Linked DNA regions of Mus musculus: all the other regions are linked to region 1. The links are chromatin contacts, called in public Hi-C maps. All regions are on one chromosome and are shown on one strand. The core of a region is the stretch at or near the end of the contact, and the rest is flanking DNA. Distances in the headings are between cores, read along the strand shown.

Region 1 (2,780 bases), core at 123-2,622:
TTCGTCCCACGTACCCATGCTATTGCTTGCTGTAAGGGCAGCTCCCTCCTCCTGTCTTCTGAGCTCTGGTGTCTTGATGTTCCTCAACCTTGGGCAGCCAGATGCCAGAGGCAACCACGTGCAGCAGTCTGGCACTGTTCAGAGCATGCTCAGTTGCCTGCAGCCACTTCTGCGGCGGAACTCAGGGCTTGAGGTCACAGACAATACTTTGCCTCTGGGTTTGTCAGTCACAGAGAAGGAGGTCGACTGCTATCCCGTTAACAGCTTCCTGTCATCTTGACAGCTGTTCCTAACTCAGAGTGGAATACGCGGGGTCTGACAGCCTGAGCCACTTTAGTAGCGTTAATTTGCTTAATCCAACTCTCCGTGTTTTTCCAGCAGCCTATGACCAACATAGGTGTGGGGGCGGGGCTACCCTTCTTAAAAAAAAAAAAAAAAAAAACACGGTGTGGGGCGTGGCCGGAGGGGGCCAGGATAGAAGAGCCAGGGAAGAAGAGCTTGGTCACTGTCCCAGAAACTGACAAGATCTCCCTTAAATAGATAGATAGAATGATAGATAGATAGATAGATAGATAGATAGATAGATAGATAGATAGATAGATAGATAGATAGATAGATAGATAGATAGACAGACAGAAAGATAGATGATAGGTACATAATATTTAAATGCGTGTGGGATGGCAGGGGAGAGATCCACTAATATTGCAGGACTGTTCACAGAAAACTTATGTAGGTGGTAAAAATATTTTTAGAATACTTATTTTTTCTCATCAGAACAACTTAACTGCTCTTTAGAGAGAATGTCGAAACTGCAAATAATTTTAAGGGGCAGTTTTATAAATTTTCGCGGAACCACACCACTCAGAATCCACCGCAAACACCCTGCTGTGTCTTGTCGTGCCACTTCGAGGCGTCCACTGTGCTTTTGCTGTGACAGCGCGGCCGGCCGCCTAGGAGGCCCCATATGCTCCTGCTCGCGAGGTGCTGTGACAAGACAGCCTTAGAGACTAGGTTGGTTAATGCGTGGGTAGGCTGGTTGCCCGTGGCATCCAAGATGACATTCGAAGACGCCTTTGCCTGCGTGTCCTTGAACGCCACTGAGACGCGACGCTCCGGAAAGTTGAGGTGACAACGCCGGCAGCGCCCTGCCTCCCCACAATTACCAGTCACGCTGCCCTAGCACCACTGAGTCTGGAGGAAGAGGCAGGGTGGAGCGCGGGAGCACCGCCCAGTGGCCGCCCGGTCCCGCCCAGAGGCCGGGCTCTCTGAGCACGATGCTTCCCTGCAGACTGCAGGGCCAGCCCGGGGTGGGCGGAGCCCACCACCCGCAGCGGCCCGCCCCGGGCCGCGGCTGCGGCGAAAACCCGGTTGTGCAGAGTGCACCGGACCTCGGCGCCGCCGGGAGCCGCACTGGGCATGCTCGGCTCTCGCCGGCTCTGGAGCCCGTAGGTGGGAAGCTCCGGCTCCCGGCGGCGGGGCTCGTAACCCGCATCGAGAAGAGGCGCGGGCGGCGGAGGAGGTTGGTACACGCTCGGTGCTGCAGAGCTCCCCGGGTGGCCATGGCGAGAGGTGCACGGCGACCACCCGAGTGGCGCAGCGGTGTCAGGTCAGTGAGGGCACTGGGCGGGCGAGCCTGGGCGGCGGGCTACAGTAGGAGGGAGCCTCGCACCGGGTTTGTGGTCAGCGGCCGCCCGAGCTGCAGAACTTTCGGACGCCTGGGCTGGCGAGGCTACGCGCCTGGAGGTGCCCTGCTCTCCCAGCTCGTGGCTGGTCGCAGGATGCTGGAAGTACATGCAGGGCGGAGACCGGCGGGTTGGGGACAGTCGCGTCCAAGGCTCGTGCCACAACCTTCTGATGGCCAGGGGCGCGCTGTCCACAGCGCGTTAGCACAGAGCCTTCCCAATCTCCCGGGAGAAGGAGGATGCCACGCAGAGACAGGGCTCTTCGCCCAGCTGTGGATCGTTCTTGTCACGGTGCCTCAGTTTCCCCAGACAGGGAAGGGTGTACTGGCCTTTGCCCGGAAGGCGGCGTGGGGAGCTCCGAAGCGCCGCGTCCTGATGCTGCAGGAGTGTGGGAAGCAGCTGGTGCTAAGAGCTGCTTCCTTGTCTTGAGAGCTCTTGGAGTTTGTCGCATTTCCCACCATAGCAAGTTGACACCAAATTGTCTGGTGGCCTGGAATGGGGGAACGTCCTTCTTTGGCTAAAAAAGTAAATGCCGAGTCAATCCTTTTTAAGCCCGAGAATTGCTTGTCTCCCTCTTTAAATTAGCCTGGGATCGCAAATTCCAAGGTTTATAAAGCAAACTGGAAAAAAGAAAAGAAGATGTTTGCAGGTACATCAGCTGCTCACCCTGTAGAAAATATTATGGCTCCGTCGTCATTGTTTTGAAAGACACTTGTTCAAAGTGTGGTTACTGTAGCAATCTTTATTTGCTCTAGCTTTATATTAGGAACTTGGAATCAGCATTGCAGAAACAGTGGTTTTTGAAGTTTTCTCACTCCCCCCCCCCCAGGCAAAACACTTTTTTTTTAAAGTTGCTACTACACTCAACATAGTAAAATGTTCAGGATTAAATCTGCAAGATGGAAAAAGAATTGTTTTTCAGGAGAGACTAAATTAGAGCAAGGTAGTTTGCAGGCAGTGAGCTAATGCACAAAAATGCAATCTGTACCTTCTAAGGTAATGTTACTGTTTTCCCCTACAGCTACCCATATTCATCTATTAAAATACTTACAAGTTTGAGGAGCCCAGCACATGACTGGTTACATTACCTGGCTCTGT
Region 2 (2,780 bases), core at 100-2,599, 310 kb after region 1:
TTCATTATGTATAATTAAGGAAGTTCATATCATTCACTGAATTATTCATGTAAGTTTGAAATTTTTCTTAATTAACAGAAAGCTATACATATAAAGATTATCTTAATGACAAAATATTGAAAATATATAAAGTTATGATCAAATTAGATCATTCTTATCACAAGAAATCAATAGGTCAGACAGACTGAGCACAACATTCTTAACGCATGCCACTTATCAATACTTCTCTCTCTCTGGTCTTCACAAATATCTTACTTTTTCCTGTTTTCTGTCTTGCCTGATGGAGGCGGAGAGTGATTCTACTACCCCTAGTGGGATTCACACTGTCAGCTGCTAGTAGTTCAACTTCTCTCTCTAGGACTAGGCAGTCACAGTGGACAGCCAAATTGATAAGACAAAGCGCCCAGTCAATCAGACTCAGTCGCCTGATCTCATATTTACTTTTTTCTAAGAAACGTAAGCACTCTAAAAAATTCTAATGTACCCAAAAAGGAGGAGGGGGTTATCCAGTTAACTTAAAAGCAAAGCCAAGCAAGATAAAGCAAAAGTTTCCCTTAAGCCTTCCCCTTACCTGATGCCAGTCCCGTCAGTGTAACAACAAGCCATCCTGACCAGGCGTCATACAGACTTTTTGTCATTTCCCATGCTGATTCTTTTTTTTTACTGTTGATCTGAAATTACAAATATGTTTCATTTCTTAAACTGTATTTCTACAATGCTTGAGTCTACTTAATTTTCTCAAGTCTCATAACACAGAAAGTACCTTGTAAACTAAAGAATAACAAAGCAAATTTGGGATAAAAATCACTCTGCAGGGCAGCTGTACCTAATAGCCAGAGGCCACACATCAAGCAAAGATCTATTTGTTTTTTAAATAAGAACATCTGGATTTGACTGTTAGGGCCCACGGGCCACATGGAAGTCTAATCTACACTGTTTCAAACCTTATCTGCTACACACAGATAGTTTACACATCACAAGTTAGATAATATAGCTGTAAAAGTCTGGCTTCAGTACTTTAGTAACATATAATTATGTTTAAAAGTTGAAATTAATGAACAAAAACTGCTCAAAAATATAATACCTGAGTCACACCAGCAGAGTGATCCCCCCAAGTTACAGAACTGTGAATACATAGGTGTAGAGCTCTAATCCTACTTGTAACAGCCAAAGACTTCCCTGCAAGCCAGAAGAAAACTGTCCTCGACTGATTGACTGCATGCAGCTAAGAGATTAACAAGAAGAAAGCGGATTTGATGCAAATCTCCCCTCATTAACAATAGCAGTATGCTATTGTAATAGCATGCTTGTCTCCCCAAGAATGCACTTCTAAACCCATTCCAAACTAGCTTCTTTTGTCTTGCTCACAGCTTAGCTTTAAGAAGCTCTATTGTCCATCTAGGGCCACAATGCTCAACTAGCCTGTAGAAAAGTACAGCAAGAATTCAATGACCTGATCTATTTTGAGTGGATCATCTATTCAAAAGCCACAGGACCAATTAAAAAGACCCAGTGAATAAGAAAATCATATCCCTTTCAAATAGAAGCATCCAAACACAGATATCAACCACTTTTTAGAAAGTCTTACAAGTGGTCACTAAGTTCCACTTTGTTTTTCCTTGATAAAAAATAAGCATATTTTTAAAAGATAGTATTAAGTCATTTTCAGACAGTCTCTGCCATTCTTCTTATTCTTCTGTTTGTACACAGCAGATGTTCAATAAACTCTTACTGGTCCATTTTCAGTACAAGAACACTGTGTGTAAAATAGTGTTGATTCATCACCAAGCTACAAAAATATAGATATCACCTAAATGTTTAACAATATAGTATCAGTTAAATAAGCTGCACTGCTTTCTTAAAACAACAACAACAAAAACCAAAATACCCACTGGTAATAGTACCTGTCACTTTGTAAACAAATTAAAAACAAAACAAAACAAAAAAACAAAAACAGTATTCTTACTCAGTGGAAATTTTCTGATACTTGTATTATGATACTATCTTATAAAAAGTATCAATATGAGATAAAATAGTTCTCAAAGAAAACTCCACAGACAACAGAAGGCCATGAAACTCAGGAAGCTCTGCATGAGAAACCATGTCCAGCTTAGTCAGATTGTATATGCCTTGAGTTAAAGTCCCAGGACCCACCCAACCAATTAACCGACCTAGCAACCAACCAACCAATTAACCAACCGCTGTCTACATCTGACAATCCACATAGATCAGCAAACTAGTATCTTCTACATGATAATTTCATGTTAAGAAAATGTATTCTCAAAGTTCAAGGTAAAGCAATGGATTTTAATTTAACAAAGCTGGAGTTAAGACAATTCAAAATGCACGTAAGAGCTCATCTTTTACAAGCTGCTACGATGAAAAGCAGATATGAGAATGTATCGGTCTTTTATTAAGCCAGGCAATCATGAAGACTACTAAAAAAAATCACTCTGCAAATACTTTTTAATTTTGAAAAATGTATTATTTTTATATTAGTTACATTTAAAATAGTGAGTTTACAGTTACAATTTTTAAGTGAATTAGTTTTTTGTTTTTGGTTTTTTTCTAGACAGGTTTTCTCTGTTTTGAAAAAGTGCATTTTAGATGATACCAGTGTGCATTCACTATACTGTGGGATTTGGAGTCAGGATTGTTCTGCTTTGAGATAGGGTCTTGTTATTTAGCCTATACTGGATTCCTGCAACTCAGCCTCTTGATTGCTGAAATTATAGACATGCACTACTATGCCTCAATTTTCTTTCTGGCTTCCCTTTGGG
Region 3 (2,780 bases), core at 199-2,698, 280 kb after region 1:
CCTCACTCTTTCCCTTCTCCCTCCCCAAACAATCCCTCTGCTCTCCCAGCATTATTTGCAAACCGGGTTGCAAAGCTCGCCTTGTATTTCCTTTTTTTTTTTTTTTTGAAAGAAGAAAAAAGTGGACGAGTCCCGCAGATTAAAGAATTGTGCTATTCAACAAACGAACTTCCTCTTCTGTCTCCTCTCTGTCCTCATCTACAGGACTCAGTTGAACATTATTGAAGCGGGGTCTTGGTTTGCCGTCTGGGCCATATGACGGAGGATATCTTTTTTTGTTATAATGCCAAGGAGGCGTCTGAAAAGGATAAACAGAAAAAGCTATTAAAATAAAAGGGAAAAGACAAGAGGAACTAAATCTATGGATAAATCCTTTTTGTTGACAGGAATAGAGAGCAAAGCAAGCAGCCTGATTGTGCTTATTTTAAAAGGTGTTTTACTGCAAAGACAATGAAATTACCCAGCAACCATCCTCTGACAAAAATACAGTGGCCACGTAGAGTGTGAGGCCCTTCCCACTGGGGCTGGGACGCAGGCCTCACTGAAGCAGGGCTGCTCTGATTCACGTATGCCAACAGAAAAGTAGCAAAAACTGGGACGATGTTTGAACAGAAAGTAATACTGATCCAGTTTGAAAAGGAACCTATTGCCATTATATTAGAAAACAATTTAAAACCGCAATAGTTTATAGAACCAAAATTTTTAAGAAATAATTTGCCTAGTTGTATGCAGACTATTGCTGAAAGCACATACAATTGAGATGAGATACATAACCAATGATCTGCGCAGAGCTTCACCTCCCAGACTTGACAGTGTGACAACCCAGGATTCTGAAAGCATACTTAGGGTCTTTGCTTTTCAATTTTGTGCTCGCCCCAAAGAAGATACAGTGCTTTATTCAAAGTTTGGATGTTAATGTTTACATTAAACAGTAGGTAAGAAATCAAGAGGCAATCCTGAAAGATTATGTAGGTGAGGCAGAAAGCAGAATGAATGGGAAGCTACTATATTTGGTTAGTAGTTTAAAAAGGATGCATGAAACACTTGTGAAATATTAGCATACAATAGAAATACGTACTTAAACAAATGGGGACAGGTTTCATATAATTATGAGAATTGCAGGTCAAAATAATTTGAGGTATTAATTGTTAAAGTCACACAATTTGTTATGCACAAATCAAAACTGTATCTCTAATCAATGACACCACTAAGACATAAAGCCTATTAAGACAAAAGCTACCTATGACAGTCTAGAAACACGAAACAAAGGGGCACACACGGGATCTATGGACAACCCATAACGAAATGGAAGACACACATTTTGACTGTGAGAATCTATAAGGGTAGCAGAGACAGAACGAATGCTTTGAGAGCTCATCTCCGCACTGTGCTCCAGTTAGGGTGCCAGTTAACAATGTACTCCGTCAGCGCTTCTGCTGCTCAGCTCAGTTCAAGGAGCTTAGATTCACATGACCACAGATTAGGAAGCAAAAAAAAAAGGGGGGGTTTGGGGGTGAAGGCCTGGGGCAGACAGGGTTGGCAGTTTTTAACCAGTCAGGAGTCTTCTGAGACTGGTGAATCCACTAGGGTAGACAGACTTTTCATGCTTAAACAAGTCCAATAATGTTCTCCGCATTACCCAACTGTCAGCAGGACTTAATTGTAACTAATTCTGACGAGAGATGTTAGTTGCTGCTTACTTTCTAAGAATGGAATTTTAGACAGTATATCTAAATTTGTCTCACAGACATCTGGGCAGACACCAGTGTAAGTGGCAGCAGGTGGGACTGTGGCAGGGAGACCTGAACAGTTCACAAGTTTCATGCCTCCTGACTTCTAGGGTGTCTAGTGAGGACAGCTGACACAGCTAATCACCAAGGGCTCCACGTGCTGCTTTAGTTGCTCGAGATGCTCTAAAATGTTCTTCTTTGTGATGATCCCCAAGACAATCCTGAAACAGATTATTATGCTAATAACTGTGAGAAATTAAACTGAAGGGGGTTCCAATCATAATGATAAAGAATGAGAGAAGGAAATAAAACATAAACCGTAAGAATGCTCCTCATGAACTTGAGATAAAAATAAGATGATTTAAGAATCTAGGTTCCATTTTCAGACATTCTACTAACTTAAAAGGTGACACAATACTACTTTTAGTGGTTGAGTTTATTTTTAAATTAAAAATCAAAATAATGAAAGTATGACTAAATTTTAATGATGGAGATGAATAAAAGTGAAAAAGAAACATAATGACACACAGCTACCGGCCGCTACACTTGGGACTGCTTTCAGTGCTCTTTCCCTGGATGACCAGCTCTCAGTTTCTGAGGTAACAACCTACACACTGTGTATGCTGGGGAGGGAGGGGCTTAGTCAGAAAGCGCCCCCCCCCCCCCTTTTTGGTTTTGGTTTTTCGAGACAGGGTTTCTCTGTGTAGCCCTGGCTGTCCTGGAACTCACTCTGTAGACCAGGCTGGCCTCGAATTCAGAAATCCGCCTGCCTCTGCTTCCCAAGTGCTAGGATTAAAGGCGTGCACCACCACGCCCGGCTAATGAGAAATCTCCTAGACCTCTACTATTCATTTGGAAATCCAATTAAGGAAGAATACATGTAAATACTACCGACCTCATTCTCAGGAACTGAATCTCATTTCTTAAGAGATGGTAATAAAACATTCATGGGTACTCCAAATGAGTTTTAATGCATATTTTTCTAAGTAATTTTTCTCAGTTTATGTCATTACCATCACATCTTACAAAAAAATTCTCATAAATTCTCAT

What was found. A called contact is a pair of places that touch in the nucleus more often than the background predicts.
Region 2: a Hi-C map of rod photoreceptor shows a contact between it and region 1, with 2.0 times the contacts expected there. The contact joins the enhancer-like site here to the promoter of Mfap3l in region 1. A contact is called at or near these places in 25 of 39 promoter capture datasets (the 3T3-L1 cell line, 3T3-L1-derived adipocytes, the C10 cell line and 15 more), 3 of 15 datasets of contacts at CTCF or cohesin (the NIH/3T3 cell line, embryonic stem cells and pro-B cells), 23 of 484 Hi-C or Micro-C datasets (B cells, the BV-2 cell line, the G1E-ER4 cell line and 10 more), 11 of 115 datasets of contacts at active chromatin or transcription factors (bone marrow-derived macrophages, embryonic stem cells, epiblast stem cells and 4 more) and 3 of 9 other capture datasets (adipose tissue, embryonic stem cells and macrophages).
Region 3: a contact with region 1 is called in a Hi-C map of rod photoreceptor, with 2.3 times the contacts expected there. The contact joins the enhancer-like site here to the promoter of Mfap3l in region 1. A contact is called at or near these places in 22 of 39 promoter capture datasets (the 3T3-L1 cell line, 3T3-L1-derived adipocytes, the C10 cell line and 14 more), 6 of 484 Hi-C or Micro-C datasets (the G1E-ER4 cell line, bone marrow-derived macrophages, cortical neurons and 3 more), 12 of 115 datasets of contacts at active chromatin or transcription factors (embryonic forebrain, embryonic hindbrain, embryonic stem cells and 3 more) and 5 of 9 other capture datasets (adipose tissue, embryonic stem cells, liver and 2 more).

Annotation. Positions count from the first base shown.
Region 1 is chr8:60,631,453-60,634,232 of GRCm38.p6, forward strand. It overlaps Mfap3l (microfibrillar-associated protein 3-like), which reads left to right and starts at 1,373. Exons shown (of 3, transcript NM_027756.5): 1 at 1,373-1,606. It overlaps Gm34730 (a long non-coding RNA gene), which reads right to left and starts at 403. Exons shown (of 3, transcript XR_379010.3): 1 at 15-403.
Region 2 is chr8:60,937,977-60,940,756 of GRCm38.p6, forward strand. It overlaps Clcn3 (chloride channel, voltage-sensitive 3), which reads right to left. Exons shown (of 13, transcript NM_173873.1): 4 at 572-671. Among named protein-coding and RNA genes, the nearest start is that of Clcn3, 44 kb to the right of the region's middle. Within about 2 kb of position 1,350, at least 17 of the 459 cell types and tissues checked have an H3K27ac peak or open chromatin away from gene starts, as enhancers often do. A contact at or near this core is called in the G1E-ER4 cell line, epiblast stem cells, rod photoreceptor and 1 more, where this site is marked.
Region 3 is chr8:60,912,878-60,915,657 of GRCm38.p6, forward strand. It overlaps Clcn3 (chloride channel, voltage-sensitive 3), which reads right to left. Exons shown (of 13, transcript NM_173873.1): 13 at 1-298. The coding sequence ends at 208. Among named protein-coding and RNA genes, the nearest start is that of Hpf1, 24 kb to the left of the region's middle. Within about 2 kb of position 1,449, at least 6 of the 459 cell types and tissues checked have an H3K27ac peak or open chromatin away from gene starts, as enhancers often do. A contact at or near this core is called in rod photoreceptor, where this site is marked.